2 separate regions of the Capra hircus genome follow, and region 1 is linked to region 2. A link is a contact called in public Hi-C data. All regions are on one chromosome and are shown on one strand. Each heading gives the region's core, a stretch centred on a gene start, on an enhancer-like site or on the middle of the called end of the contact. The rest is flanking DNA. Distances are from core to core; before and after follow the strand shown.

The links. A called contact is a pair of places that touch in the nucleus more often than the background predicts.
Region 1: a contact with region 2 is called in a Hi-C map of blood, with 6 times the contacts expected there. The contact joins two enhancer-like sites. A contact is called at or near these places in 3 of 5 Hi-C or Micro-C datasets (blood and liver).

Annotation. Positions count from the first base shown.
Region 1 is chr2:89,705,527-89,708,884 of ARS1.2, reverse strand. MMADHC (methylmalonic aciduria and homocystinuria, cblD type) reads left to right here. Exons shown (of 7, transcript NM_001285614.1): 6 at 3,089-3,175. Among named protein-coding and RNA genes, the nearest start is that of MMADHC, 14 kb to the left of the region's middle. Within about 2 kb of position 1,859, at least 1 of the 5 cell types and tissues checked has an H3K27ac peak or open chromatin away from gene starts, as enhancers often do.
Region 2 is chr2:89,029,067-89,032,367 of ARS1.2, reverse strand. KIF5C (kinesin heavy chain) reads right to left here. Exons shown (of 26, transcript XM_018062660.1): 23 at 2,910-3,014; 24 at 818-1,034. Among named protein-coding and RNA genes, the nearest start is that of LYPD6B, 30 kb to the left of the region's middle. Within about 2 kb of position 1,372, at least 3 of the 5 cell types and tissues checked have an H3K27ac peak or open chromatin away from gene starts, as enhancers often do.

The DNA of each region.
Region 1 (3,358 bases), core at 610-3,109, 680 kb before region 2:
GTTATAGAGAGGCATAAGACATTGTCTCTGATTTTTAGAAGATCTGAATTTGATGAGTTGAAATTTAAATATACAATAACTCAGTAAACATATACTGTTTATATATTAAGACCAGGAGTAGTTTATCATCACTATCATTTAGATGCTGGAGAGTTTGTTCTCACATGTACATTGCATTGTAAGTCCTACTTTCTGATTCATCTAAGATTCTGAGCCTCATTTGATACTGACTCCAGTATAAATATAACTCAGTTTTCTATAACAAATTTTCAGGTTTTTGAAATGGCACTATACTTTTTCATGTGATTTTTAATTTTATAGTGACTAAAGCTGTTTTATTTTTTATGGAAAAGAAAACATCTCTTTCTATTTTAGATATGTTAGTGATTATTTTAGGATCACACTTGTAGATATTTTATCTTTTGTGGTTTAAATCTATCCTAGTTTTTTCCAGCAGATGTCAGTGTTTCCTGTTGATGAGCAGAACAAGATAAACATTTAAACTGGTTCTTTCTGTGATCATTTGGCATTCTTAATCTTTGCAAACATTTAAATACATTGTTTTGTTCACCTTGTAGTTTTTGTGTATGTCTTACTAAATTGATACATAATTTTAATGACTTTTCTAGACCATATTCAGTTTTCCTGCTTTTTAAGAATTGCAAGGATTAATGAAATATAGCAGTAAGTGCAAATATTACATAGATAACCTAAAGAATGCAGTATTTGTAAATTTTTTCATTAGTTTACAAAAAAGTTTAGGCATACCTTGGAGATATTGCTGATTCGGCTCCATCACAGTAAAGCTGATATGGCAATAAAGTGAGTTACATGGATATCTTGGTTTCCAGTGCTTATAAAAGTTATGTTTATGTTATACTATAGTCTATTAAATGTGTAATAGCATTGTCTTAAAAAATGCATACCATAATTTTAAAATACTTTGTTGCTAAAAAATGCTAACCGTCATCTTAGCCTTCAGTGAGTCATAGTAGTAAAACATCAGTAAAGGTCAGTGACTACAGATCATCATAAATATAATAATAGATGAAAAAGCTTGGAATACTGAGAGAATTACAAAAATGTGACACAGAGACATGAAGTGAGCAAATATTACTGGAAAAATGTCATCAATAGACTTGCTGGACACAGGGTTGCCACAGGCCTTCAACTTGTAAAACAACACATTATCTGTGAAGTACAGTGAAGTCCAAAAAATGAGATATGCCTGTATTTAGAGAACATAGGTTAGTTTAGGTTGTATATCTATAGGAGGGATCAATAAACTTTTTCTAAGGAGCCAGATGGTAGCTTTTTAGGTTTTGTAGGTCATAGGCTCTCAACTACTCAGTTTTACCCTTGTATTGTTAAAGAAACCATATAAAGTGAAGTGAAGTCACTCAGTCGTGTCCAGCTCTTTGCGACCCCATGGACTATAGCCCACCAGGCTCCTCCATCCATGGAATTTTCTAGGCAAGAGTACTGGAGTGGGTTGCCATTTCCTTCTCCAGGGGATCTTCCTGACCCAGGGATCAAACCTGGGTCTCCCGCATTGCGGGCAGACGCTTTACCATCTGAGCCACCAGGGAATCCCTAAGAAACCATAGACAATATATAAATGAATAGGCATGGCTACATTTCACCAAAACTGTATTTATACACACAGGCGGCAGCTCAGTTTGACGGCTCTCTGACTATCACTTCCTCATCCCTTATTTAGAGTATGGCCCATGTGCCTAACTTTAGCTTGGACTTTGAACCAGCTGAATGCCAGAGATGCTCAGTGAGTTCTCATCACTCAGGGTGGGCCTGAAATTCATGTTACCCAGCGCTGCATGACCCCTGATAACACTATTCAGCTGCAGCCTTGCAGTTGGCACTCTGCTCGACCTCAAGAAATCTCACCCTGTGTCTGCACAGCTCAGCATGAGGCTACTGAACCAGGAAAGACTGTTCTACAGACTGCTTTGAAACCCTATTGTGCGTCACGCTCTTTTCCAGCACTCTACCCCACAAAGTCCAGATGCTACAGCTGTCCAGACCTGTTGCTTTCTACTGCCTCAGCTCAGTGACACTGTCACTTTGCTTGGGCTCCACTTCTTTGTCCTGAAACAGGACAGTGTCCTCAGACAGAAGGCTAAAGCATATATGGGGATCACCTTATTTGTTTCCCTTCTCTTGAAGACTACAATTTTGTGTCTGCCTATTGTTCAGTGTCTCAAAACAGTTGCGTCATGTATTTCAGTCGTTTTTGTGGTTTTCAGCAGGTGGCAAGTTTGATAACTGTTACTCTATTATGACTGAAAGTGGAATTGTGCCCTTGATTTTAAACACTTACAGTCTGTCCTTTTTTTTTAACATTCTAATCTGGTTCTAATATTTGTTGTCTTTTTCACTGCTTAGAGTTCTGGTAAAGCTAGTCTTTGCATCATAGGAGTTAACATCACAGGATTTTGAATAGGTAATGCATGTACATGGTCTGTATTATTTATACACTACATAGAAAAATAGAGGAGCGTATAGTGAAAAGTAAGTATGCTGTCCAGCCCTATACCCAATCTATCCTTTTATCTTATTTTCATGTGCCTTGTCAGAAATATTTCATGACTATGTGACTGGATAGGTGTATTTTTGAAGGACATACAAATAAGTACCTGTTTTTAAACAACTTCCATTCAAATGAATGGTTCAGATCTTTTCATTATGAATATTTTGTTTTCCCTTTCTTATTTTGAAATTTCTATAGTGATACAAAATAGCAACTATAGTTTATAATCCTTGACAAATTTGGGAGTTAATAGCACAAAAGTGATTAGAAATAGTTCCTAAAACAAATAATTTAGAAGAAAAAAATGTACAATTTAGACTTTAAAAAAATGAAAGTTTTATATTAACCATTAATCATTTGGACTGGTGAAAATAATCTTAAGACTATAACCCCTAATTTATCATTAGTTTTAATTTTTTATTAATCTTGTGTTCTCTATCTGAGGCAAAAGATATTTATTTTTAAAATTTTATTGAAAAATAAAACAATCTGTAGTGATGCTATCTTGAGCATAATATATTTGTGTCTTTTTCTGTGCAGTTCATCAGCGGTGCTAAGGAAATTTGCTATGCCCTCCGAGCTGAAGGCTATTGGGCTGACTTTATTGACCCATCATCTGGTTTGGCAGTGAGTAATTAAATACATTTTGAAAGCTAGATTATAAGTTGAAGTAGGAATTATTTTTTTATAATTATAGCCTAGGTAAATATAAATCATTTAGGACTTCTTGAAAACCCTACAGTTTTAAGCGCAGAAGTATAAGAATCATTTGAATTCACAACTTTGAGGGACCTCTGGACCTCACTCCTG
Region 2 (3,301 bases), core at 123-2,622:
ATCTGAGGCAGATCTGTAGGTCCCGATGAGTTCCAACAGCATCTCCCTATAACTGGATGCAGAATTCTGTCTGTGATGCATTTTTAGGGGAAGAGGTCCACAGGTTTCAGGAGATTTTCCAAGGGTATAAAAATCCAGTAAACGCAGTAAAGCACTAATCTATGATCTTAAAACTAGAAACAAGGAATTGCTGGTTTCCCAAACATCTGCAGAGCAGTATCTGATAAGAAATATTACATGTTATTGGAGATATTTCCATCTAAGAAGAAGAAAAAAATGCTCTCTAGAGACATCCCTAAATCTATTTTCCTCCTATGGCTCTATCCCAGGAACTATGACTCAACAGCTACACTCTCAGTCTTTGCAGGTAGAAGGAAGGGGCTAGATGTCCAACCCCCCATGCACTCACTGATGCCAGGCCTGGCTCTCTCCAGGGTATTTCCAGACCTGTACTTGCAAGAGACTCTCCCTGAGGCTTCTAGCTACATGCAGCTCCTTCATGGTTCTGCCAGGTGCAGACCACGAGGGGCCTGCAGGCTTTGCTGAGCAAGCCCTATACTCTGGTATCTCTGGGAGAGTGTACCTCTGTTTACAGCCAAACCCCTCTGCCGGCAGCCAGGGCTGGCTGGCTTCTTTGCTCAGCTCGGTAATTTTGAAGATCACCATGTCCTCTGGAATCTCAAGGAAGCACGTGTCTGGCGATCCCATCTTGCCAGGATGGACGCCAGGTACTGGGAGGCCCCGGCTGGCCTGCACAGGGCATCTGGCCCGTGGAGCCCTCGCCTTATATCAAGGGCCCGGGTACAGGCGCACGTACCGATCTGGGCCGAGTGAGCTCTCCTGGCCATGTTCTTGGCCCGCACGGCCTCCTTGATGCGGTCCACCTCCTGCTGGTAGCGCTTGCGGTCCCGCATGGCGTTCTCCTTGGCCTCCTTCAGCGCGCTCTCCAGCGCCTTCACGCGCTCGGCCGTGGCGCGCAGGCGCTTCTCCAGCTTGGGCAGCTCACAGCGCAGGTCTGCATTGTCCCGGACCAGCTGCAGGGAAGGGAGAGCTGGGGAGTTAGCGGAAGGGGAGGCAGGAGCAGCAGACCCCGCGCTGGGGGGCTGAGAAGGCCACAGAGGAGCAGTTAGAACCGCCACCCCCTGCCAGGCTGTTCTGGAAAGTGCATAAGACCATAAACTCTGGGAGCACCCAAGGGGAATAAAAACCCCACACCCCGAGACTCAGATTTGCCAAACACAGTATTCACAGTTTGGAGAAAGTGGAGAGGGGAGTAGGCTAGAATTAGAAGCCATTTCCAACTGTGGGAAACATTCAGGCTTGGGTGGGATTTGCTTCTTTTGTTTGAGGGGCGAGGGGGAACTTGCGGGAGAAAATTGACAACTCCGACGCTGGCATGTGAAAGCTAAGAAACACAAGGCCAGCTCGGACATGCTCTCGAAAGGCATTCATGTTCTTGAGCTCTCTGAAGGCCTCCTTCAGAGAGGACATGTTGTCCACAGCAGCACAAGGTTTGGAGTGTAGCCAGGGTCTAAGTAACCCAGGAATACTGCTCATTCTTTATGATCCAAGACTCTCAATTCAGAAGGAACAGACTCACCCGAGGTTGAGGATGGGCCAAAAGCCAGTTCTGTTATTTCCTGGTCATCTGACCAGGTATGAGTCATTCAACCACTATTAAGTCCACATACTACATAAAAGGACCATTGTGGGAATGCAAGTGGGTCAGGAAATATTTGAAAATCAGGAGTGCTATATGGGTTGAACTATTCCTAGGTCCACACCTGTTTTCTTTACCCCATCTCCCCACCCAGTCCCAGCCCCAGTGCCCGGTACAGAGTAGGTTTTTAATAAATATTCACTGAATTCTTGAATAAAATAATTAACGAATCTCAGGACTCAATTTCAAGTCCCCAGCAGTTTCCGCTTTTCTGTTTGTCTTCAACAGTTTGCTTGAATGACTTCAACCACGTTGAATCTGTCATCCTCCCTTTGGGCAAAAGTGCTGTCATCAGTAACGTTGAAGGGCATGTAACGAGTCAAAGAGAAATGACATCCCCTAGAGCATGTGGTCCATTGCAAAGCTGAACCTTTTTTTTCAGATCCCAAATCTTGAGGATTTAGGGGAAGCCATCACGAACATTTCCGCATTTAAACAGAGAGCAGAGGGCCAAGAGGAAGGGGACATGTGTACGCCTATGGCTCATTCATGCTGATGTACGACAGAAACCAGCACGATACTGTGAAGCAATTATCTTCCAATTAAAAGCAAATTTTAAAAAATAAGCAGAAAGGAGACAAACAACCTGCCTGAGTCATCAGTGGGTTTGGACATGGTTATTGCTCTCTGTCGCTCTAAACAAACTCCAGGGTGTCGCGGGGACCTGAGAGGATGCCCAAGAAACAGAGCAAGCAGAACGGGGTCTGGTGCCGGCCCCAGTTCTCCCACTTGTGGGATGAAGCCCGTGGCTTCCCCTCCTAGTCTGTTTCTCGTCTCTAGAAACAGGAAGCCTGAACCAACTCAGTGTCCTCTGCTTTGTGTACTGTGGAGTCTTTGGGTCCACAGAGTGTCCTCAAAAGCATCATGGGACACACCGAGGCCAGCTGGGCGCAGAGGCTGGAAAGGGAGGCAGAATGAAAAGACACGACTGAACACCCTGCTCTCCAATCCCCAGAGAGCTCACACTCTATTCTTTTTATTTGGCTTCCTTCAAAGACAGTATTTTATATACAAAGGGAGCCACTGAAGACTAAGAGTTCAAGGTCCCTTCTGACGCTGATGTTCCCTGGTGACGCTGTAGTCCTTTTACCCTCCGTATCAGAGCTCCTCCCTCAGTGGAGCCAAATGCAGTGAGTCTCCCTTCCAGGAGAGAAGGAGAAGCAGGGGCAAGCTGGCACAACCCTCCTACCTGTTTGTGAACCTTGGTGAGCTGCTCCAGATTATTCTCCAGGAAGGAAATTTTCTGCTTCTGGGCAGCACTGCCTCCTCCATCGTCACTGTCCAGCTCTACACTCTGCATCAACACAAGGGGTCAGCAGAATCAGCCTCCAAACTGCCCAGCCGCAGCCCCAGCATCATGCGGAAGAGCCATTCTAAATATCTTTGGGGAGAAATCCCCAATCCTACTAAAGGTTTATTCTGAAAATGAAAATAGAGCTTCTAGAAGTTGAGACTCAACAGTCTTCCCAATTAATTCCTTTGATCGGTATCAAACATGCTATTTTTTAGATAGCTGACCAAAAATATTGCAATCTACTTTTGAAAGATACAGATTAGATACAGTTCTCTTTGTGAATATAC